Linked DNA regions of Gossypium hirsutum: regions 2, 3 and 4 are each linked to region 1. Evidence: chromatin contacts called from public Hi-C data. All regions are on one chromosome and are shown on one strand. The core of a region is the stretch at or near the end of the contact, and the rest is flanking DNA. Distances in the headings are between cores, read along the strand shown.

Region 1 (6,623 bases), core at 3,998-6,497:
GTAGAGACTATCTTTTTCATCCAAAAATAAATTAGATTTGAATTTCTATGGTGTGTGCATGTCTTGTTAAATTTCAATGCTACCATTTGCTAAAACATACAACCATGACCAAACCGACTAAAATCAACCCGAACCGGCCAAAACCAATCCAAACTGCCTAAACCACCCTTTGTAAAATTAAATATACACGGGGAGTACACTTTACCCTTAAATTTTGATATTATTTTAATTTGCACATTGAGGGCAATGTGGGCTAATTAGGGGGGACATGCCATGCTATTTCTTCTTTGCATGTGTTTATTCACTAAGATAAATTCCTTAATTCGTTTCGAAAATGAACCTCTAATTCTTATACTCTTAGTTTATTTAAATAATTGGGTGAATCATAAATAACTATTACTTACTTGATAATACATATTTTGTAGAATTAAAACTATTATGACTTAGTCAATGTTTCATGTAAATTGTTGGCTCTTTTAAACTTGCCTAATGAAAGTACTCACTTAAATAAATTAATTAATTAATAAAAATTTGCTAATGGCTTCGTCAAGAGTGAAGATTCGGAAATGTGATAAAATTGAATAACCGAAATGAGGTGCTTGAGTTGTCATCTCATTTCGTGTCAAAAAGTTTGAGTGACGAACCAAAACTTGTAACACTCTGCTAACCGAGCTACCTTAAGAAAAGTGAAATAAATTGATTAGGGACATGCCAAATTGAGTAACCGGGATGAGGTCTTTCGGTTGTCATCTCATTTCACATAAAAAGATTTGACTATGTCTCGGATTTGTTAAAAAAAATGTCGAATCGAGTAATCGGGGTGAGGTGATTGGGTTGTCATCTCATTTTGTGCAAAAAGATTTGACTATGTCTCGAATATATAAAAATAAAAATAAATAAATAAATAATATTGAGTACGATTATTGTACAAGTTTGATTAAGCCTAAATTTAGTGAAATAGTTGAGTTTAACATAATGTTTGAAATTTTATAAAATGCTTATTGATTGAACCTAGCAATTACTTCTTTTTTATTCACCTAATTGTTTGCATTACCATTTGACTGAGGAAGGGGGTTTGATTTCGAAAAAGATTATCGAATGATTTTTAGTAAACATCATGCTTAAGGACAAGCATCAGCTAAGTAGGGGGAATTTGATAGCACATTAAATTTCTGCTTTTAATGTATTTATTTTTGACTAATTTTTGAATAAGATACTACTAAACTTGTGTTTCTTTTATCAGGGATGAAATTGGTGTGCCGAAGTTCAAAATCAAACAAAATGGACTAAATTGGAACGAAAAGCAAAAAGGAGGGTCAAATTGAAGAATTAAAAGAATTAGTGGTTATCTGGTTCAAATCAGATTATTTTTTAAATTTCCAAAATTCTATAAATAGTTTGAATTTGATCTTTAGTTTAAATTTTGATTTTTAAAATTTAATTTTTAGTTGATATTTTTTAGGATAAACATGTTAAATTTAGCATGAAAAATGTGTTGGTGATACCTAGTGTTGGCGATACTTGAGGACACACTTGGTTTTTGGAATAAAACAATTCCTTTCTTTTTCTTCATTTCTACATCAGTAAGTTTTAGCATACAGCCATTCATTTTTTTTTCCATTTCAACATTTTGAGTAATCCTAAGCCCTTCTCCCTTTCTACCTTCCACCAATTCCATTAAATATCATTTCTATACACCAACTAGCATGATTAACTTCATGCTTAGGTAAGTCCCTTTTAGCTTTAGCCTGGTTATCGCTCTGACAAAATAATCGTGAGATATGAGCCCATACTAAAAACTTTTCAATTCGGTATTCACTATCTCTTTGGTATATAAGATAGTACAAATTCGTCCTTTAAAGTTGATTGATTTTCAACTCAAAGCGCGTTTTGGGTTGGAATAGTTTGGCATACAATTGGGAAGTTTATTCGGTCATGCTGTACTCGAATTCTTGCAAACAAATTGGCCTGTTCAATTGAAAAAAGCTAGTTGGATTCCATCAAAGGAGACAGTGATCGGATTTAAACGACCCACGCGGTTATGGCTATTAATTCAAGTTGGGCTTTCTAGATCACAAAGCTGTCGAAATATTAAATTAAGGGCACGTGTCACGTGGTTGGAAATTCGACAATGGTTGATTTGCAGGTCGTACCGGAATCGACTACAAGAGGGAAAGTTGGCGGTTGAGGCGTCCTTGGTCGCTATAACCAACTTATTCATTGGAAGGGAAAAACTATTTTTCAAGGATCGGTTCAAGTTCGAAGCATACTGAGGCTGAGGCTGAGGCTGAGGCTGAGGCTGAATTTTAATATATTTAGTTCCCTAATTTGATTTAATTCACTTAATTTTATTTTGCAATCTCAAATCCATTTATATTATATTATATTATATTATTGTTTATTCTATTTTCTCTATCAACTAAATTCCCTCTTTCATTTATTTTACAATTTTGCACGTATAGGTTGAGGGCACGACAACTGTCTAGACTCAGTTGGCCACAGAAACAAGAAAATTAGTAATCCAGTCCCTGTGGAATCGACCCTATTACTCTATACTACTATTTAATTAAGTTAGAGTATATGATTTTATATTTGGTAGTTTTGACGCCCATCGATTACAATATATAGTTTGAGATGAAAAATATACCAAAAGACATTTTTATTGTATTAACACATAGTTTACTGTTTTTTTGCATTTGTAAACTGATTTGGTGGATTTGACTAATGGTGGGTTTCGATAAACGGTACGGTGTAGTGCGGTGTGTTTAGTTTACTTTTTGTCTCACATTACAGTATCGTTACAGTATTTAATCTTATTGTCACCGCTATTTTTATATTAACCGTAGACAAACACACCGTCCATCTAAACCCACCCTAAATATATTATATATATAATTGTTATTAGATATAAAAAAAGATTATTAATTTCTTTTTTTTTCTTTTCCTTTTAAGACACCATAGGTATTCCAGATTTTAGTCATTTACAATCTCATACGTAAATGTCGTTTTGCTTCCATGGGTGGGAATGAGATATACTTTTCGGGTTTTCCCATACTTCTATGTAAATTAGAATCAATAAAGATATAATTTACCCTATATTTTTACCTTTGAAGTTGCCTAAAAACTTCAAATATGTAAGGAGATTTATTTCCATATTAATTCTGATTAGTTCTCTACAATATTATTATTTATGAGTATTTGCAATGAAGTCTCTTATTTTAAAGTAATGTTTTGGTGAGGTGATTTGTCTCTTGTATTTTGAAAAGAGTCTAAAGAGATTTATAGAGTTTAATGAGCGTCTCGATTGATATAAATACGATTTGCAAGTTTATAGGGTAAGTATTAGCATTATGTGAAATATTAATTATGCATGATACACCTATAGGGGATCGAATCATCAGCTAAGGCTTAAATAACTCTATCTTGTGAGATTGCAGGTTATATCTACATCAACTGATGTGCTCTCTAAATTCCGTGAACCCTTTGGGTCTCTTTGGAGTTTAGAAGACAAACCCCCCACAAGAACAATACATTCCATTGAGGGAGTGAAACATTCCATGGTAAATAATCACCTTCAATAAAATTTATATCTTATCATATAAATTCGATTTAAATTTATTGTATATGTTTTATAAGGTAACGGTAAATTTTAATATATTCTAATTGTTAATATAATTCTAGAATTATAACTTGGAAAATAATATTTCTCACAACATTCCATTATATAGTAAATTTTTTTTGTTCAACTATTCCATTATATAATATTATGGAACAGGTATGGCTAAATAATTATTGTCTATGCAAGTGTATTTTTACCCTGTTTTTTTGGGGTCAAAGGACCACAGTAATTTCTTTGGTAATTAAGGACCACAGTAATTTAGGTTTTCTCAAAAGAAAAAAGAAAAAAAAAAGAAAAAAAAAAGAGATAAATTTGGTTGGATACAAAATAAGATGAACTTAAACAGGTGGGGAAATCATAATTAATGTAAAAGATATGCTTCTTCTTCTTCGTCTTCTTCTTCTATTTATGGTATCCTTTTAATATAAAATCCACTAATAAAGTTATGAATTTTCTTTTCAATTGGTTAACTTACCTCTTACACTTAAGGTATCCTTTTAATATAAAATCCACTAATAAAATTATGAATTTTTAATTTGATACCTTAAAATTATGCTTTATTTGTTTTTACCAAGAATAAATAGCTGTTTTGTATATAATCCCCATTCTAAAGCATGTAAATTGTATATATCCATCTAAAACTTAAGGTTCAAGCTTCAATGGGCAGTAAAGCAATTTTCAGTCTTGTCCTCGTATTAGTTATTTCAGGTTGCTATTATCATATTTTTTTTGTTAGTATCAATGGCAAATTAGGCTTAACTCAATTGATAAACATTAAGATTTGTCTACTTGAATTGCATGGATTTTTGAAGTAGAGAGACTGACATCTTAATTGCTGATCTAAATTTACAGGTAAATTTGTGCAGTCTGATTTAACCTTCAACTTTGACAATGAATGCTCGTTCTCAGTGTGGCTATCAGCCAGTCCTTCCGTTGGCGATGGTGATCCCGAGAGGGGGCCAGGCACATTGGAAATATTCTCCATGCCAGATCCTTGGACCGGTAGCCTCTGGTTACGGACGAAATGCTCGTACGATGCTTCCCAAGTTAATTTTACTTGCGAGACCGGAGACTGCGGGTCTGGCTCGGTCGATTGCCAATCTCCACCACCAAAACCACCAGAGACACTCCTGAATTTCAACATTAACCAGAATGTGGTCTGTTACGAAGTGAGCCTGAACCATGGGTTCAATGTGCCAGTCCGAATTCAACCGATTGGTGGCACGTTGGTTGGAGGGTCCGAAGTGTGCCCCGTTGTCGACTGCATCAAGGATATGGGAGATGTGTGCCCTCCATCCTTGGTGGCTATAAACAAAAATCGAGCCTATGTGGGATGCAATAGTCCATGTGATGCGTTGAAAGATCCCAAATATTGTTGCACCGGAAGCTTACAGGGCAGGCTTGCCAGCCTAATGACTTCTCAAAAAGATTTAAGGAACTTTGTCAGTTGGCACATACATATCCGGGAGACAACGATCCTCCAATATACAAATGCAGTGGGGCAAGTGCTTACAATGTTACATTCTGTCCTTTATAACTCTACCAATTCAGGCATTGTAATAATTCTTATTTGCAGCGCTAAACTATAACTAAATAAATGCAAAGTCCTGTTGTTAAATAATCCTGAATGAATCAAATTAAGTTGAATCCAGAAAAAAAAACTGTTATTTTGGTTGACAGCAGAGTATTGAATACAGCAACAGAGTTGGAAAAAGCTAAGTAAAATAAAAGACACGAAACGTGGACCATTTCAGCCCAATTTCTCACGTTGTAACTGGTAAGCACCTGACTTAAGACTCTCCCCCCTTCTTTTATTTTCTAATTCTAGGGTTCCTCTTGGAAACCCTTTTTCCCCCCTCAATCGCCTAACTGTCTACATCAATGGCAAAGAAGAAATCACCCGGGAAGAAGAAGCAAAAGGTAAAGGGATTGAATCAAATTGAAAATGCTCCAAACTTCAGTAAGCAGTCCAGGAAAGCTGAACCTATGCCTTCCTCTTTTTCTTCCCCTGCTTCCCCATCCGCTTCTGGTATTTCAGTTTCTCTCTCTCTCTCTCTCTCTCTCTCTTGCGCATATTCTATCACCTTTCGTTTCTTTTTGGTGTAATTGGGTATGTTTAAATGTTGCTGGAGTCACAAATTTTATGTTACTCTTGATTATAGAGGAAGGATTGTTCCTCAAAGAATGAAATTTTCTTGTGAATTGGGTAATTGTTACGGTGTAAATGACCCTAAATGTATATCTTGGATATTATTTGAGGAGAAATATTGAACGTCGTAAATTTTAGTGCATCCATTATGAATAATTATGTATTTGCCACTTGTTCTGTTTGCATAATGATCTTAATTTATACGGATAATTCTGTATAACAACTTGATAAGAGCAGAATTTGTTAGGTTCTGAAGTTCTTTTAAGTGTATTGTATGATTATTCATTCAGTCTGTTATCACTTTCTTTGAAGTTCTGCTTCCAAGATAGAGAGACTGTTATAGTTAGCAATGCACAAAAGCATTTTGGAGAACTGTAACCTTTAATCTTGGTAACTGTTTCACAGGTTCCTTACAAGAGTGCTCCTATGATAGAGATGAAGCTTCCAGTGTAACCTTAACTAATTTCGATGATAAACAGGATGGAAATATAGTGGATGACTCAATTGCTTTCAGTGGCTCGTGTGATAAAAGATCAAGATTTGTGTTAAATTTCTATGAATTTCCGGCGTTAGAAGCTGAACCAATTGCTCCAGATACAGCTAGTGATCCATGCAGTGGTAGAGTGGTCCAGTATGTATAATGCTATGGGCAGTTTTCTTATGGTTGCTTTCATGTTATATTCTTTATTTACTTGAGAACTTTCTTTATCCCTTTTTTCTTGTTGAAGTAGGAACGTAGTGGAACAAAAGAGTGATGTGAAGAAGTTACAAGTTAGAGGAAGCACTGGTGTTTGCATAACTCCAGGAAATGCGGTATGGGCCAAAACAGCTTGCCAAGTGTGGTGGCCTGCTCAA
Region 2 (6,426 bases), core at 3,578-6,077, 1.0 Mb before region 1:
AAGAAATGATGAAATATATGGTAATGACAAACAAGGTCTTCTCAATGCATGCTTCTGTACCCGGATCCAATGGCATTCATAGACATCAGATTACTAAAAGAGCAACCAGATCATAATACCAACAAGCAACTGGAACAGTGTACAATTAATATGAAAACTGAACCCTGAGAAAGGTTCTAGTTAGTGGAGTTGTGCTGATATTTTTAAGCACACCCGAATGAAAGAAACAAGGGTTAACTAACATAAGATTATGGGTTTAATACTAGTTATTTTTAAACATAAGATTATCTCCAAGACCAACACAACCATGAGAACATCTTTGCCTCTCCCTTTTTTGTTTTGTTTTGTTTTTTTTTTTCTTTTTTTTGGGGGGGGGGATTAACTCAATATTTAGAGTTGAGCTTCGAACATTATCTGGTCGAATTCTGTGCATGGCAGCATATATGCAGATCTTTCAACAACCATTGTGGAATAATCCCTAATAAAGAGGAAAAAGCACCACTAACTTCCAAAAAGAAACACATTATAAGAACCTAGCTCCCTACTGCTATGCACCTGGGGGCTTACTATTAAGCTGGTAATCTTGATAGTTCTATAATACCAGCACAAAAAACCGGCAGTATAAGCCAATAATCTGAATGACCCCTTAACAGTCAAATGTTTCGAGTTTGAGCTCATCCCTTGTCCCCCAAATGTTTTGATTTTAGGATTAGCAATAGGCTATCTCATCAAACTCAGCAGTTAATCAAAACACTAGTTTATGCTATAGACTAAAGCCAAACCATATGACTTGAGACTAGAGGAGAGATCCACAAGCCAAGAACACATGACAAGGCGCAAAGAAAGAAAAACAAAAAGAGCATAATTCTTCATTTGAAAAGGTGAGATCAAATAAAATAAGCTCAATTTTTTACTACTCACATTGTTTTGGATTTTAACCTGGTCAACTGATAGTAAGAACTGATTGTAAGCATCCTTGTCAGACAAAAGCTTCCGTAATTCATCAACACTAAGAAAATAAGAGAGTGATTAGGAGTTGCAAGATGCGCTATTAATTAAAACAAGCATTTTTACTTCTGTAAGTACCCAACATTTAAGAAGCCACAAATGCAAATAATAAAAAAGGGAAGATGGATAAAATGAATAAAAGAGCATAATCGATCATTAGTAAAGCACAAAAGCAATAAGGAATAAGAATCTTAAATTTCTTTCATAGAAGGAAATGAAGATTTCCTTGCCAATAGCAAGGTGGACTGGAGTGCAAAAACCAGACATCTAACCTTTTGTCCTTTAAAAGAGCAATGATTCCTGCAGCTTCAGAGGGTGAAACTTGCGAGGGAGAATGTGGCCTTTCTGAAGGCCTCTGTAAGTTGAAGCTGTTAGATGCACTGCTACCTGGCGTTGAAGGCCGGGAAGAATTTGTGGAGCTAACACCAGGAGGAGGATACCAAGAATGTGAAGAACCCTCTTGTGGACGTGGCTGAGCTTGTTGCTCCTGTGAACCCCTGCATCATGATCAAAATTTTAGTGCAACCAAATATAAATGTCACAAAGCATGTGAGTGAAAAAAATAAAAAACTCCAGCTGAAGTTAGAAATATCGCTATCAAGTTTTAACTTTTGATCATTACTGCACAAGTACAACTACAACACAACTTTAGTGGCTTCACAGCATTTAGAAATGCCATTTTCTCATTTGACATTGTTGCTATTGCAGCAATTCGAAAAACGTTGGTCCAAGTGCACTTAAGATTGTATTTTCCTCTGATTTAAGGGTTTGGGATTTTGAGTAGTAGTAGTAGGAATGGTATTAAACAATGATACAATTTATTGACCATTTGACAGAGTTACCCCTATTGAGATAATCCAACATAAGGCGCATATACTGCCGGAGCATATTAAAACGACAGAGTAATAGCACCAAAAACGCATGAAGCATGTCCACAGTTGCCCTCACATGATGAGCAATTAAGAGATGCTCTATGTAAACCCAACTTCATGAAACATGTCCACAATTTAGACTTGCCCTAACATGATGAGCAATTAAGAGATGCTCTATGTAAAACCAGCATCATGAAACATGTCTACACTTTAGACTTGCCCTACCATGATGAGCAATTAAGATGTGCTCATCTGAAATCCAACTTCATGAAAATAGATATTACCGACTAAATCCCACATTTATTCTATTTCATACAACAGCCAAAAGGAGGAAGAAGAGCGGACACTTTTGGTTTAGCTGCAGTTTCTGAAACATGTTTATCACTTTAAAAAAAATATAATAACCCAGCTTTCCTTTAGCACAAATTTTAGTTTCTTTGATGATCGAACAGCCTCTTAATACGCCCAAAAGGAAGGAAACGGTGATTCTAAAAATACAATACACATTAAAATTCCAAAGAAAAAAGAATTAATAGGAAACAAATTTCCCAAAATCCAGCAAACCCACAATTATATTAATAAAAAGAAATTCTGAAGAAAGTTCGATCGAAGTCACAAATCCAAGTGAAATTAGTCAAATTCGCAGGCAATTTATATAAGAAACCCCCCCCCCTCAAAATAAGGCTGAATCGGAAAAAAAACGAAATAATAGAATCCAATAATCCAAATAAATCAAGAGAGATTAAAGAGGTAACAAAGAAAACATACCAGAACCTGAACATAGCTCGCAAGCGGGTGGCTTGTTGATCGTTGGATAATCAATCAACCCAATAAATAGAAACCAAAAAAAAAATGAAAAACAGCGTTAGAGTCGTAGACGAAGAAAAGATTATTTGTTCCTTACAGAGTAAGAAAATATTATTTCGGATTTTTAATTAAAAAGAAACTGAGTCTAAGAGATTATATTTAAGGAGGTCTAAAATCAACGAGACAAAAGTTTTTTTAGTTCTTAAAAAAAAAAAAAGTTTTAGGTACATTTGGTGGGTTATTATTGGTTTTGGACACCGACGATGAAGCATCTGAGTAGAAGAAACTTGTTGAAAAACAATTAATCTTAAAATATGTTATAAATTTAAAATTTATATTTAGAAAACTTTTTTTTTGAAAATTAATAACAGAACAACGAACACGATTAGTACGGTTTGAACTCAAGTCACATTGAGACAATAGCACCTTTAATCATTAGGTCATCATATGAGTTCTTAATTTTAAAAATTTAATCTATTTAATTTTAAAATTTTAAAATTCAGGTCGAATTGTTAACACTATATTTTTTATACTAACAAAAAAAATAACAGTATTAATAACTAGATGTAAATTCAAAAATATAAAAAAATAAAATAAAAAAACTTAAAATGATTAAATTTTAAATTTATAAAAATTACAATAACCTATTACATCTTTTAAAAAAAAATTGGAAAATTCAGAAAAAGAAACTTTCTTTTAAGCTTTAATGGGATCGGATCATCATCTTCTGATTTCATTAATGTATAATTTGACTAATATATTAAAAAAGTTCCTTATTGTTTAATTTAACTCTTATATTATTTTTTGTAGTTAAATAAATTCCATGATTCTTTTACTTATAGAAGTTCTTTTGAAATTTTAAATTAATTTATGTTTTATGCGAATGTGAATTTAATGAGAATAATTTATTAAATAAAAATAAAATTTTTGAAAGGAAATTAAAAATTTTTTTAGAATGCTTATATACATAATACAATTAATTTTTTTTTAAAATACTTATCTTTTAAGTTTTATATTAATATTAAAAGTGAATATAATTTTTATTGTATGCTCAAATATTTTGTTTCTGTTAATATTCTTCGAAGAAATATATGAGAATGTAGTAATGAATTCTATCATTACAGATAGAAAATATTTATCTTATTCAGTACTGAAACAAACAAATATTATTACAATATTTGATAATACAAAATTAGTTGAAAGCTTTAGAAAAGCTAATATATCAATATTGAAAAAGTACAAAATTTGTGATGATTAATCCATTAGTTTTCAAATATATTCACTATTATGGATATCATATTGAAATTGTGAATAAGAAAAATATTATATTTTATATGAATCAATGGAGGATTGAGTTATTGATTACTCTTGTTATTAAATTGAATTAACTTTGTAATGAGCCAAAATTACCCGACCCAAGTCACTAAATAACAAACCCAATACAAACCCCAAACTAACCCAAAACCTTAAGCCCAATACTATGGCCCAAAGTTTTTTTCCAGAAACAGCAAACCCTAGCACTTAGGCACTCCCTTTGGCCGGCGCCGCCTCCACCCTCACACCACACCCGCATTTCGCGCCTCCACGTTCGCTCCATGTAGGTGTTACGCTCGCGCCTCCATACCTACGAAAAAATAGGAAGCAGTACCAGAAAGTGCAACGAAATAGGAGTAAGTTGTTTTGTTTTTTTTCCTTTTCAGCTATAAAGGCCGAAACAAAATCATTGTAAAAGGGGAGACGAAATACAAAAGATACATAAAATTTCATTCTTTTCGTTTTTTTATTTCTTTCCATACATACGAAAATATAAAAAAGGAAAAGGAGAAAGATCTTACCTGAACCCACCGACGTGGCCCGGAGAAGCCCTCTCTAAAATCGAAGCTTGGCTCAAAATGGCGGTTGAGCTGCTTCTCTTTGATCTGTCGAAGAACAAGGGGTGGTTCAAAGATGGAATATCCTTTGTTTTTAAGCAGTAAATGAGTTTTAATGATTTTTTTTTTGGTTAAAAAAGAAACAAATCAAACGGCGCTCTAAATGGGTGAATTTGTGCATTTTCACCCTAAATGGGTAAATTTCACAACTGGTTCCTCGTTTTTGTGTCCTCATTTGATTAGGCCATTTTTGTATGACTTTCGTTTTTTCAAATCTTCCCTGGGATTTATGCACCGTTACAGTTTGGTCAACGTTGAAGCGCTGCGTTCAAGAATCTGGGTTAATTGTGCTTTTAATTCCTTTTTGTTTGTATGCGTTATGTTAAAATCCTTAATTCTGTTTTATTACTTTTGTTTATTTGTAAATTGTCCTTTTAATTTTATTTTTATTTCAATTGGTTTTTTTTTGTTTTTTTTATCATCAGCTTGTGTTTTTTACTCCTTTTATTTTTAAAATTTATTTATTATTCATCCTTTAGAGATTGTTTTAACATATCATCTTGAATTGTCTTCTTGATTTTGCACTGTTCTAGTTTGTCATTTTATACATTCATTTTCGTTTTTTTTTCAATTGTTTTATTTTACTATTTTTTTAAATCTTCCTTTATATTCTTCTATGTTTTAAAGATTTACATGACATTTAATTTAATGCTATTATACATACATTTACATAATTATTTTTTATTCAAAATATATATTATTGATTTCATATTATTTTATGTAAATATTTTCTTTTAAATGTATTTACGTGTATATATATATGTATATATATCTTCCTTTAAATCTATTTATATATATAATTTCTTTCTTTAAAGGACCCTATCATAAATTATATATTTCATTTATTTTAAAAACTTTCATATATTAGTATTTATATATATACTTTATTTACACTGAATTTTTTTTATTTCATGTATATCATTTATTTAGATTAACATATATTGTTGCATATATCACTTACTATTTTTTTATTATTTATTTTGAGATTTTGTTTATATGTTACTATTTCATATATTATTTATGTTTATTTTTTATCTATTTCAAACTTTCATATATATTACTTACTTCAAGATTTTTATATATAATTGTTTGTTTGCATATTGATGATTCCAAATTTCATTTCTTGTATATCATTCATTTGTTTATTTATTTTAAGGCTTGTTGCATGTTATTTAAGCTTGATATTTCATTAAAATTTACTTTTAATTCATTAGCCTTCGAATATTAATGTCGGCATTTGTATGATGTATGATATGTCGCCATCGTATGCACCCAAACTCGTTCCTTTCAAATTTCATATTACGGTTATTTAATTTTATAATATTTAATCTGTATTCCATGTTTGTAACTTTGTTTTTTTATATCATAGCATCAGGACTCAAATTCCAACGTTTTAATTGGTATTGGTCGGCTCATTCCTATTCTTAACCATTTGGAGCCAGTTTTTAAATTGATTATTTGAAAGTTTTTCAAAATAAGGCAATATTTCGTGTTTGGGAGTTCGAGAAATCGTGCCATACCTTGCTGGGTTTCGATTTTTTGTTCAACCGAATAACTGAATATCCTTTTGAAATTTCATCCATGTTTTCTTAAAATGAGGCAATATTTTGTGTTTGAAAATTCGAGAAATCATGCCCAATCGTGCTGGGTTTCGACTTATCGTTTGACCAGATAGCCAAATATCCTTTTGAAATTTCAAATGCATGAGTTTTGGAAATTATAAGATGATCTTGTATCGAGGGTTTGAAATATTGTGTCCTATCGTGCTGGATATGATATTTTATTCCTTCTAAGCGAGAGAATCTCAA
Region 3 (7,026 bases), core at 875-3,374, 550 kb before region 1:
GCTATTAATTGGATATTAAGCTTTCCATTCACATGCCATATTCTCTTATACACGTAGTCAAGTTATATATTTGATAAACTAAAAAATTAAATATTAAAAAATAAATACTGAAAAATAATTGTTGTCAACAACTTTTTAGTTAAGTCGCAAGACCATTAATTGCGTAATTTAATTTATAAAATTTGTTAAGTATATCATTAAAAATTAAATATTGAATTAAAAATTAAATATTGAATTTAATTAAATTATTTAATAATGATAATATAATTTTAAATGAAATAGAATAAGAAAATAATTAAAATTTTTCAACATTTTTATCAAATAAAGCCTAATTTAATTAGATTAAAGTGACATTGAAATATCTATTTGAACCAACCCAACTTGAGTTACTATTGGATGATAAAAAATATTTTTAATTAAATTAATTTTGAAATATATAAATACTAATATAAAAACAAAATTTAATTTCTTTTAATTGTGAAAATGGTCACCAGAGTCCATCCAAATTGAACTTGAAGCACAATCTTTCAAAAATAAAAAATAAAAATTGGATCGTTGTATAATCTACAAACTTCAATTTTATCCCCCTTCATAATATTTCTGGTTTCATCCTTACTAACCGCAAAGGTGAAGCCAGGAGCTGGCAATGGCTTTGCCCTTGAAATTAAAAATATTCAATTTAATTTCTTTAGAAATAATTAAATTATAAATTAATCTTTGATAAAATTGTACTTTTATCTTTTCAAGATATGAAAAAGCTCTATTTAATCCCTTCCCCCTTCATCAACAAATTTAAAAACTTGATTTCCAATTCAAAATTTTAAAATAATATTTTCACAAAAAAAAATGGTCAAAAGTATGTATAGCGTAACAAGGAGATGAGCGTCCATCAAATAACTGTATCAAACTTGTAAACCATAAACCCTAGTGGTTTCTTAATTATATATTAATAATCCATTGCTATTTTGACGAAATTTACGTGTAAATGAGTTGCTTATTGGTTGATCGGTTGATCCTACGTATAGTCACGAGCATGAACTGTATTTGTAATTCATAGAGTTTATATTATATGTCTGTAAAATAATTTAGTTTAAATCAATGCGAAACAAGTTTTTTATATTGTATGTTATGAAAAATAATTAAAATAAGTGATACCACAACTTGTCAACTCTATGTTTTGATGTCGACAACCTTTTTCTCCCTTTTTTGTAAGCTTATGTGTCGTCGTGTTTTGTTTTGGAATTTTCGAAAATAATTCGTAAATTCATTTGTTTTATTGTTTTCGAACTTGTGTGCAAAAACAACAGCCAGCAAAACGCATTGTAGCTGTGTCGATCGAATCCAAAACTTGATGGGCTTTTTCTTAGGGGACCATTAAAAGGGAGAGTAGTCAATTTACACCGATACAATATTTATTAGCTTCACAGGCTTGTACGATTTCGTATATGAATATGGATACCAAACCCATCTATAGGTTTAGAGTTTAAATTTTATAAGTAGATAAAATAATATTAAATTATTTAGAAATTCGATCTAACTTAGGAATGAAAGGTTAAAATCACAAGTGATGCTGTAAATGGTTGAAAAAACATATCTCTAATTTAATTTCTTCACATAGGTATCTTTAAGTTAGACATAAGATTGAGCTCTTAACAGAGAAAACTAGTGGTGTGGTAATAATTAAAGGTATAACTTGTTCTTTGACCAAGAATAAACCCAAACTCAAAATAAAAAATTTCCTAAATGAAGAGAAATCATATTCATTTGTAGTGAGCGAAGATAGGAAAGGGACCCCACTGCGATGAGCTGCATGCAAAAAGTCAGAGGCATGAGACAGATGAGAAAGAGTTATATTATTTGTCTAAATGTGAATTTAATTAAATAGATTATAGTATATAATTAAGTTTACTATTTAAAATTTGATAATGATATTTATATTAAATAAAAGAATTTCTTTAAGTTGTAAAACCAAACAAATTACCAAGTTAATAGTAATGAGAAGGCAATAGATGATTTGACTGATTAATTATTACGTAGAATTTTGTAGTCCTTACTTTCCTTTATGATTTTGACTCATTATTTGTCAACGGTTTTGGTTTACATAATGGAAGCAGTCAGTTCCTGGGATCCATAAATCCGAATCCGGTTTTTTCCCCAAAACTTGCTTCTGTAGTCTTCCCTTCCCTCCATTCTCTCCTATAAATACATCAAACTCCAAACCCCCCCCCTCGTTCATTCACATCCCTATTCCCTCCCACTTGCTCCATTTCCTTTGTTTATTAGGTGGGTACTCGGTCTTTCTTCATTTCTCTCATATTCATATGCAAACATTAACTTATATTGTGAATTATTTTTGGTTGTTGTTATGAACAGGGAATTCATGTGTCCCTCTGCAATGGCACTAACTAACGATGATGAGTTCCAGAAAGGAGTGAAGCATCTTTTCGAAAATGGAGTTAGCAAACTTCCCAACAAGTACATATTGCCAGTTTCGGATCGACCCAAAGTAGATAAAGAGCATCCAAATGCAACTAAGTCTAGTCTTAAACTGCCTGTAATCGATTTTGCTGAATTACAAGGCCCGAATCGGTCCGAAGTCCTCAACTCCCTCTCCTCCGCTTGCGAAGAATATGGATTCTTTCAGGTGGTGAATCACGGTATCCCCATTGAAGCTATAAGAAGCATGATCGATGTGAGTACCAGGTTCTTCGGTCTCCCGTACGAGGAAAGAGCAAAGTACATGTCATCCGACATGACCTCGCCTGTTCGATATGGGACTAGCTTAAACCAGAGAAAAGATTCAGTGTTCTGTTGGAGAGATTTCTTAAAGCTTGTCTGCCATCCATTGTCGGATGTTCTCCCTCATTGGCCATCCTGTCCCATGGACTTCAGGGAAGTGGCGGCTACCTACGCAAGAGAAACCAAGTGGTTGTTTATAAGGATCACGGAGGCCATCCTGGAGAGCCTGGGCCTGTGGGGTGCCACCACTGAGGAAAAGACAGAAGAAGATGATGAAATACTAAAGCAGTTCCATGATGGAAGCCAGCTAATGGTGGTTAACTGTTTCCCTCCCTGCCCTGAACCTGACCTCACCTTAGGAATGCCACCACACTCGGATTACGGTTTCTTGACCCTTCTTCTCCAGGATGAAGTAGAGGGTTTACAAATCCAATACAAAGGCAAATGGATCACTGTTGAACCTATGCCCAATTCCTTCGTGGTTAACGTCGGTGATCACCTTGAGGTGACCTCTAATTTCAACTCATTTAGCAACGTGGCTTATGTTATATGATTACTGAGTTTGGTTTGCGTTATTTGCAGATATATAGCAACGGAAGATACAAAAGTGTGCTGCACAGAGTATTTGTGAACCCAGCAAAGCCACGACTATCGGTGGCCTCACTGCACAGTCTGCCTTTCAATTGCATGGTTGGACCATCACCTAAACTGATTGACCAAGTAAATCCACGGCGTTATAAAGATACAGATTTTGCCACTTTCCTTGAATACATTTCATCTTGTGAGCCCAAGAAAAAGAATTTCTTGGAGTCTAGGAAATTGACATGAGCCCAGAAATTGGAAAGAAAACAATGTGTGTTGACTTTTGTTATAGCATATTACCAATTAATTATTAGGTAGACAGTATTAGTTGAAATGCATGTATATTGTTTAATTTGAATTTGAATTTATATTTTGTTTTGTTTTTCTTTAGGTCTACTATAATGTGAGAAAAAAAAAAAACCTTAGCCTGCCTTTACTCTACGTTATAAATGCTAGGTTCCAGAAATAAAGACCAAAGACAAATGGGGAGTTGTACTATCAAACATAATAAAATGTATTCATAAGCATGGATAATATCGAAAGATTTAATTGGTTTAATTCTCTTGTTTTCACCCAAATTTACAAAAACAGAGATATAAGTGAAAATAAATTAAATAATGTTTATTATTACTAAGTTTATGCATTATGGTCAAGATGAAAAAATTACTGTGTAAATGGATTTGTAGTTTAACCTCGTTAATTATAAGATTAAAATGATATTTTTCTGATTTTTATTACTTTAATTATTCTTTCTTTCAAAAAATTTCAAAATTATATGTAACTTTGTTTCAATATGTAATTTGATACATGAACTTTAATTTGGTGTAATCATACACATGAAACCTTGATTGCATTTCAAACGTATACATGAGATTTTAATTTTGATCAATCATGCACATTTAAAAAAATAAATATATCAATATATTTTTATATTGGATAAATATAATTATTTGTACATGCAATATATAAATATAAAATAATACTATCTTAATAATTGTGTTCATAATTTATGATAATCAGATCAATTCAAAATTTTATGTATAAAATTAAACAAAATTAAAATTTATATATAAAATTACACATTAAACCAAAGTAAATTAATTTTTTTGTCTTGAAACAAACTCATTAACGTATATAAAATGTTAGTAATTACCTAATAGCAAAAAAAAAAAAGGAAAAAAGCTAAATAAATAGGCTATTTTAAACACTGTTAATCCGAACCCCAAAAATCATTACAACAACATTCAAGTGGAAGCCTTGAATTAAAATCCGAATTATATATATTTAAAAAATATCAAAAGAATGATTAAATAACAATAATCATGAGCATCCATTATTAAAAGATTAGTCATTGTTATTACTGATAAATACGTATTTTAATTATGATTAAAAAGAATATCAATAATCATAATTAATTATTACAAAACATGATTAGATTAATAATCAGAATATATCTAAATTTTATTCAAAATAAATTTGGACAAAATTAATTATGAGACATAAAATCTATACCGAAAATTTACATATAATTTATACAAAACAAGACATATTATGTAGGGGTGAGCAAAATCCGATTTGATTATAAAAACTCGATAAAAAATTCAAAATTTGAATTAATTAGTTCAAGTTATTTGGATTAACTCGAATAAAAAATTTAGTTTTTTGGTTTAACTCGAACATGAATTACACAATTCGAGTTATCCGAAAATTCGAATAGAAAAGACAAAACTATATCGTTTTGATAAATGTTTACATTTTTAAAAGTTAAAATTCAAAATAATTAAGTTAAAAGGTAAAACTACGTTGTTTTGATAAATGTTTACCCATTAAGTTAAAAGGAAAAATCATTATATTGTTCATGTAGTTAAATAATCTTGCACTTCGTCTACTAGTTAAATAATCAATCCATCTAAAAGCAACATTAAGTATAAATAATAGGATTCGTTAACTCGACTCTATTTGACTCGAAATTTTTTGACTCAATTTGATTCGATTCGATTCGAAAAAAATTCAAATTGAGTTTGGTTACTAAAATAGAATTTGTCAACTCGACTAACTCGAAAATTTTTCACTCGATTCGACTCGACTCGATCGAATACTCACCCCTAATATTATGAACTCAACCTTATCGAAATCATTTACAAATCGAAATTAATTAAATGGAAAGAGGGGATGACTTTGCTGATGAATACTTTTATTAGAAAGTGCATAATTTCATCAAAATTATTTTAGAAAGTTTATAAAACATTTGATCGTTAAAAAGTAGAATTTGGTGAAATTTTCTGTTGAAAATTGGTTATGGAAATATGGGTTTAAAACAAATTTATCCCTTTCTTTTCTGTTTTCTTCAATTGCCCGACCCATTCTTTTCACGTGGTGGAACTTATCGTATAAGAAATCTATGAAAATGATATATGTATATACTAATCGTTAGATTGTACAAAGTAAATACAATTAGATACATGTATATGAGAAGATTAAATATTTTAAATTATTGGTTTCCAAATCTTTCCGCCGTAATAGGTTTCATGTAAAGTAAGTTATAAATCCATATATATTTATATTCCTTTTAAACTTTGAATGGTTTATTAATAAACATATCTTTTTATTAGCCACAAGAACACATGCTGAAAGATTATATATATATATATAACTTTGCATGTGTTTGAAGACCAAAGACCGAAGTTTGAAAGTGTAGTAAAGGGAGAAGGGGGGGGGGGGAATGGTCAATTCAAGCCGGCATAGCATGCTACGTAGTGGTGGCTTGGAAGGGGTTGTATGCATGACTTTATATGTAGTGTAGGCCAACATGTTTTCTTGACTTTGGACCAGCTGGGGCGAAGAGTAATGACTTAGCTTAGCTTGGTCTACCGAGTTCGACATGCTTGCCACTCATGGCTACCATTCATTTAATTTGATGTTGTTAGCTACATTTAGTCGAAAGACTTTAACCACTGGGTTTTTTTCTTTTGGTCTACAGTCAGTCTTCTAATATGGCTTCACATAATTAAGGCTTCTGGAATGAACCTAACAATCAATATTGACTAGAACAAGAACGAGGAGCAAAAATGACAACAGTTGATTATACTAATTTGGAAAAGAAAATACAATACATATTTTTTGATAGTTACAAAAACTGTTAGAATTAAGTTGTCCGAATCCTTATTTAAATAAAATACAATGGTAAAATAAAATAAAAGTAAAATCTATATAGAACTACACTTCTTTTATTTTATTTTATAATAAGGTTTTTTAAACCTTATTAAACTCCATCTATTTGATATTGATTAAAATAAGGTGTTTCAATCTTACTACACTCCTAGTAGAATATGGTTTTACAAGCCTATAAGTAGACATAGTCTACTCCTCTTGTAATCATTCGAATTTGACATAGTGAATTTTCTTCTCCTCTGCCCATGGATTTTTCTCGAAAGGGTTTTCACGTAAAAATCTGTTAGTTCTTTATTTTTATTTCTTTTTTCTTTGCGATATATTTTCATTACCAATATTCTATTTTTTACAAATAGGTATCAGAGCTTTCGGGTTGTTCATCTCAATTACGGTAATGGCATATTTGATGTATAAAATTTCGTTGTTGGATCGCAACACCAAATTCGCATTGTGGCAGATAAAGATGCAGGCAGTTCTTGCACAACTGGACTTAATGGAAGCCCTGATAGGGGTAGATAACCTTGCTAGGGATAG
Region 4 (6,505 bases), core at 2,115-4,614, 700 kb before region 1:
ATCGATTTGTAATTTTATGATTCGAGATTAAGTTAATTGTTGTATATTTATGATGTTTGCATAATATGACCTCGAGGTGAGTTGACAATGATTATTTAAAGTTAATTACTATGTTTGAGATTGAATATCAAGATAGTGGACTAAATTAAATAGAATAGAATTTGCATGAATTAATTTATATATGTTACTGGATATGGAATTGAGCTGAACCTTGTTATATGATTTGATGAAATATTAATGAATTGAAAATGACTAATCATGAATCAAAATATTTAACGAAATTAGAAAATTGGTTACCCTTTTAGTTGTTCGAGCTAGTTTGGATATAGTTGGCATGCCATAGGGTCTGGATATTGATTGGAAGCCAACATTTTCGGGCAACCTAATGTGGTAGATTGTACATATAGAGTCATCGTTTTTGGATAAGCTGGGGTGACAGATCCATTTATCGATTCTATGTTCGTGTCTGGTTAATAGGGTTATATGAACATGGTTTGGCTATATGGTAAAGTAAAATGAAACGTGATTGACTCGGAATAATTGCATACAAATGAAATGCAATATTCGACAGCATGTGAGAGATCATACGAAATGAGTTAAAAACGAGCCCTAGGGTCGATCAAGAATGAATGAGATAATAAGCGTCACGACAACATCCAGCCAGAGATCCTTGACTCAACAATGTTTGTATAGTTCTATTTTGTTAAATACATGGTATGTGCCTAAGTTGAGTCGGTTTTGACACAATATGTGCTTATGTTTATTTGTGAAGTTAGAACTGGTATTATGGAAATGGTCACAAGGTTGGATTATGAATTTGGGTATGTCACAAGGTTTGAAATGCATAAATTAGTTGATATGTTTATGATCTATTTGAATATGTATATATATATGTCAAATGTTTTGAATGGTTGTACTATGAAATTAGCTTATAGGTTGTATGGCATTGATGAAATGATTGCATGGTATTGGTACATTTGTGAATAAAGTAGTATTATATATAATTGAACTTTTGCAACATGTGCTTTTGGCTAGAAAGGTAAATAGAAATGTGAATTGTTGTTTAGGTAAGTGTAGGTTGGTGCCATTTTGAACCATTTGCAAACAAACAGTCACATCGCAACGTTGAACCTTTGTTGCCATAACAAGACCTAGTCAATATGTTGAAGAATCCTCGAAGTCATGATGTCAACCCTAGATTTTGAAATTTTACAATTTGGTCATAATTTGACCTCGGGTTAGTAATAGAGATTTCGTAAGCTCGTGTAACACCAAAAAATGATTGTATAATGTATTATATGCATGTATTACTCGTATTTAAATTTATAATGGTATAAATTGAATATATTTTTTATCGCAGTTGCTCTGACAACGAATGTGGCATCTTGTAGCTTGAACCCGACAATCGTGTTGGGTACAGGGTGTTATAGTTTCTATAATTTTTTAGATTTTAAATATTTTTAATTTAGTTTTTAAGTGATAATGTAGCACAATTTCAAAGTGTCATGTTTTCACAATCTTACACCATAACAAAAAATGGGTAATGTGTTTGATGGAATACGAGTTCATGTACCAACCTAGACCCAAAAAAAAAAAAGAACATTAGGCATCAACTTGGGAAAAATAGTCATGTTCAAGGGCTAAAAATGGCGTATCCCTTTAAATTGTATAATAATTTCAAAAATTTTAAATTGGGTTTTCATTTTATTTTTATTTGGTATCTTCCATGTTCGTTTTACGGTCTATATTCAAGGTTCATGGTTGTCGCTCTTAACAATTTTTTCATCAAGGTTTAAACTTGCATTCTCTATTTGGGTATACAATGTACCTTACCATTGCATTGGGTTTCCAAATTATTAGTACAATATCAATTAGGTTTTTTGTCAACCTAACTATTAGTGTTTTTTTTTTATCATTAGAAGGGGAAGGGGAGGAAAAATGACAAAATTTGAACATGTTTAGTCTAAGTGCTAAACAATAGCTTTAACCATTGCTTCAAGCAAGTCTTAGCGTCAGCCTAATTGTTAGTTAAGATGTTAAATTTCTTCACATATATGATTTAAAACATAATCAAAATATGTGAATCAAATTTTAAATGCATTTATACTTACAATGAGCAACTTGAATATGATGCGTTTAAAAAAATAATCCTAAATTTTAAAGACATGGTTTCTTTTTTTTAACTTTTTGTCTAAGCTGTCAATGTGGTGAACATATATGTATAAAGTAGATCTAACATATTTTAAGTATGTTACATTAAATCCAAAATTAATGCAGGCTAGCGTTGTGTTAGTGAAAGAAGTTGATGGATATGATCTTAATTAGAGTGTTTCAAATTGTAGAAACTAGTTTAGAATTTTGGCCAGAATGCATGTGGCAACATATTAGAATTTTTTATTATTATTTCCGAACATATGGCTTGGAAAGTTAACAAACAGAGTATAAACATGATTTAGGATTATAAACCTGGATGAAGTAAAATTTCAAATTAATCTAGTATATGATGGAAGCAACCGAAAGCATCAACAAAATTTTTGTTTCCAAACATCATGTTAGTAAGGAAGAATTCCATAACTGGTTCTACTCCTACCTACTCGCAATTGTGAGAAAGATCTCAACAATGAAGACATTCGATCCAACTGTCTCATAGATGGGGCCTTACAAGAATTGCTCTTCCACAAAATCATCTTTGATGTTGAAGAAGAAGCATCTCCACTGTCATCTATTAAGTTAATGTATATGTGGAACTGATCCATTGACAAGGATCCCTTCAACCCTGTAATCACATGTGTTTTACTTACTCTAGGGAACACCAGGGGCACACAATGTCTTAACAAAGTATTTAACTGAACCCCGGACGTTGATGCGGCCTGATCGCCACCTTGTCCGATGTTTCGAGCCAAATCCGGAACCCTTTCTCCTCCAATATGGTTGGCCGAAGGCGATTCTAAACTAGAATACTCTACAAATGTTCGACAAATAGGACAGGTAGAACGTGCCAAAAACCAATTGTCAATGCATGGGACATGAAACAAATGCCTGCAGTTTGGCAACAAGCGTATAGTCTCCCCTTCCTTTAGTTCTCCCAAGCAAACAGCGCATTCAATTTGATGAGTGCCCAATTCTTCATCTTTATCCCTGGAGAAAGGCAGGATTGGAATTGTTCCCAGGATTTTTTGTTGAAGCCCAGTTGGTATGGAGGGATTTGTAGCATCATCCGGTTTATCTCCCGATCTCAGGCAGTATTTGACAAGTAAAAAATGGTATACAATTAGTGCTAGACAAGTGGCAACTATGCCGGCCAAGGAAATCAACAAAGGAGTCAGAAAGGACCCTGAATCTTGAGCACCATTTGCAGGATCCATAATTTACCATCTACAGGTCTTCTTTCAACTTTACAACTTGTGGTGGTAACTTTAAAAAGATGGGTTTACGAGAGTTTGCAGTTGGTGCAGCTGAAGAAAATGGACAAATTGTAGTGTTTTTTAAAACAGCTGAAACACTTTGGTCTTCTCTCAAGAGAGGCTGAAGACTTGAGAGATTACAAGTGGCATTCTTTGATAGTGGCCCACGTGTATGGTATGTAATTGGCCAAGTGTCACTTGTCTGGTAGAGTATGATTACGTTTGAGGATATGATGATATCACAATTCACATATTATTTTATTCTACCACCCTATTTAAGATATAATAATTAAGATAATATGGCCTACGTTAGATAATGACACCAGAAAACTGAGTAATAAATATTTTCCTAAACATTTTAACATTTGAATTCATGAATAATTTATTTAGTTTTTAAATATCAAATAAATAACATATCACAAAATAATTTTTTGCTTCGTAAAAATAAAATAACATTTTGGAAATTCAAATTTAAAATATATGAAAAAAAGTATTCTCAATTTTCTCAAATAAATTTAACATATTTAATGGATCAAGATAGAAAGTTGAATATATTTTCTTTTTAGTTTAAGTAGTAATAAAAGTATAGACAACAAATTTTAAACGATTGATGCAGAGTAAATTATCTTTTAAGAATACATGATAAAAATAATTATTCTAAGATAACATATCTAATGTCATGTAAATTTTGATATGACACATTGTAGGATTTTGGGTTCGAATATCAAAAAAAATATTGAATGACTCAAATTAGAAATTTTGTAAAAGAAATTTGATATTGGAGTTGAGAATATATAAAAAGAATTTAAAAAATAAAAATGTGATAAAAAGAACTAAATAAGGTAAATTTTGAAAAGTATGAGGACCATTGTGCAACATTACCCAAAAGTGGAAAAATATGAATTATTATGGATGAGTTATCATGAATAAATTGGACTATGATTCGGTGGAATGAAAATCACTTTTGAGACTAATTTAAAAATTTTAAATATTATAGGGATTGAATTGTAATTTTTCTATTTTATCGAAAAAAGAGCTAAAGTACAATTTTTATTACTCATAGAATTATTATAAATATTTTTGATGAATTATGAACTTGATTTGTTCTAACTATCAAATTTTAAGAAGAAATCTAAATTTGACAAAAAGAGATAAAAAAATAATTTTGCCACAAAGGATAGTTTGATCAATTCTTAAAACTTAATTATGACAATAATATTTCAATATTATATTTGATATCCAAAATTATTTTGAATCATTAGAACCTTTTATTGATGAATCCGGCCATAATTTCACAAAGTTAGGTTTGTAAAAATTGGGTCAAGGCCTTGGGCCCTTTCGGGGTTCTTTTTAAATTGGAAAATACCCCTATCAACAGAGTTCTCTTCTTTCTCAACCAACAGAAGCAACCATGGCTGCCCTCATCTTCTTCCTCTCCATTTTCTTCCCATTTTTTTTATTTTCTTTTAAAATCTTTACCTCCCATCTTGAGATAAAATTAAAATATTCATGAAATCAATTTCCTAAGCTCATTTTCTTCATCATGTCCAGCCATGGCAACCTATAATTTCTTGGTTTTTAGTGAGATAATTCATGGCTAGAGAGAGAAAGTTCTAATAAGGTAAAAAAAAATGGTTTCCTACACCCATATTGGTTTGATTTTTGCTATGGTTTGTCATGAGAAAGCTTAGAATGAATTTATATTAGTCATTGGTTATATTTTTTATTTATGAAAAATGAGTAGACAATGATTAGTGGATATTCAAGCTCTATTTATGGTAGAATAAAGCTTATGAAGACTTGATTTAGAGTTGTAGAGCATCCAACGAGATAAATATATGAATACTCATACTCATCCTAAGTTAGTAAGCTTAGGAATCATGAAACTAATGTTATAATTAAGTGTTTAATAGTTCTAATCTTAGTTTGAAATTTCATGAAATTAGGATTTGTAATTATGTAGTCATAAAGTGTTATGTTAATTAAAAGTATGATATAAGAATTTTGGGGTGCCATAGAAGTATAGGTGGACGTGTATAAACCATTTCATTATTATGTAAAGATTAGATGAGACCACTATGGTTAAAAACATGTCAATGTACTAAGTCCTGCTTAAAGTCAACAAGTGTCGATACAAGCTTAAAATATTAGAGCAATCGTAAGATTTTTGTAAATCTTTTGTAAATAATTATCTTATGTTTAATTAACTTTATTGAAATTATATTGATTATAATTACGATTGAGTAAAATTCGATTCGACTCAAAAAAATCGAAAAAAATTCAAATTTTGAGTTAAACGAATCGAATTATTCGAGTTAATCGAGTTATTCGAGTCAACTCAAATTTTTTTTGAATTTCGAGTTCGAACCGAGTTGAGTTTTCGAATTCAAATAACTCGAATAATTCGAATAATTCGAATATCAAACTATAATATTTTACATTTTTACCCCAAACTCCCAAACTTTTTTATTTTTCCCTTAAAACTTTTACTCCTTCTCACTTTTCCCCCAAAACTTTTACTCCCCTCCATCCCAACCCCCCATCTACCCAAAATCCATTTCCCACCAAAATTTTACTCTCTCATTTACTTTTCCTCAAAATTTTACTCCCCAAAATCCTTAAAACTTTTTATTTTCCCCTAAATTTTTACTCCCTCCCACTTTCCCCCCTAAACTTTTACTTCTTTCTCATCCCACCCCCATCTACCCCAAACCCATCCCCCCTATTTTTTTAAATATTTTTCCTCCAAAATTTTACTCCCTTATTTACTTTCCCTCAAACTTTTACTCTTCAAAACTTTTTATTTTCCCCCTAAACTTTTACTTCTCACTCTTTACTCCCAAATAAAAAATTAAAATTATCCAAAAAATATCCTTAAACATAAATAGTAATAATTTTATTTATATCTACTATTTATATTATTAAATTAAATTTCACATTTTATATTATTTATATTATTGAATGGCTTAGTCATATTGAATATTTATATTAAAATTAAATTATTAATGATGCCATAAAATATTCGTTTTAAAATTTTATATTGGTATCAATTTCACATTTTATCTTTAAAATAACTTTTATTAAAAAAATACATTTTTATA

What was found. Hi-C and Micro-C count contacts between places; a contact is called where the count stands out from the background.
Region 2: a Hi-C map of leaf shows a contact between it and region 1, with 2.4 times the contacts expected there. The contact joins the promoter of LOC107931520 here to the promoter of LOC107887210 in region 1. A contact is called at or near these places in 9 of 34 Hi-C or Micro-C datasets (callus, leaf and seedling).
Region 3: a contact with region 1 is called in a Hi-C map of leaf, with 1.9 times the contacts expected there. The contact joins the promoter of LOC107948131 here to the promoter of LOC107887210 in region 1. A contact is called at or near these places in 4 of 34 Hi-C or Micro-C datasets (anther, leaf and petal).
Region 4: a contact with region 1 is called in a Hi-C map of leaf, with 2.0 times the contacts expected there. The contact joins the promoter of LOC107949238 here to the promoter of LOC107887210 in region 1. A contact is called at or near these places in 5 of 34 Hi-C or Micro-C datasets (callus and leaf).

Annotation. Positions count from the first base shown.
Region 1 is chrA04:64,140,222-64,146,844 of Gossypium_hirsutum_v2.1, forward strand. LOC107887210 reads left to right here and starts at 5,248. Exons shown (of 10, transcript XM_041111059.1): 1 at 5,248-5,396; 2 at 5,513-5,648; 3 at 6,174-6,399; 4 at 6,500-6,623. The coding sequence starts at 5,606. It also overlaps the pseudogene LOC107887212.
Region 2 is chrA04:63,141,248-63,147,673 of Gossypium_hirsutum_v2.1, forward strand. It overlaps LOC107931520 (vacuolar protein-sorting-associated protein 37 homolog 1), which reads right to left and starts at 4,828. Exons shown (of 8, transcript XM_016863430.2): 1 at 4,523-4,828; 2 at 2,649-4,311; 3 at 1,281-1,505; 4 at 922-1,009. The coding sequence starts at 2,662.
Region 3 is chrA04:63,593,746-63,600,771 of Gossypium_hirsutum_v2.1, forward strand. LOC107948131 (probable 2-oxoglutarate-dependent dioxygenase SLC1) reads left to right here and starts at 2,125. Exons shown (of 3, transcript XM_016882598.2): 1 at 2,125-2,283; 2 at 2,374-3,244; 3 at 3,322-3,879. The coding sequence starts at 2,381. The coding sequence ends at 3,567.
Region 4 is chrA04:63,438,183-63,444,687 of Gossypium_hirsutum_v2.1, forward strand. It overlaps LOC107949238 (RING-H2 finger protein ATL52), which reads right to left and starts at 3,365. Exons shown (of 1, transcript XM_016883980.2): 1 at 2,553-3,365. The coding sequence starts at 3,365. The coding sequence ends at 2,553.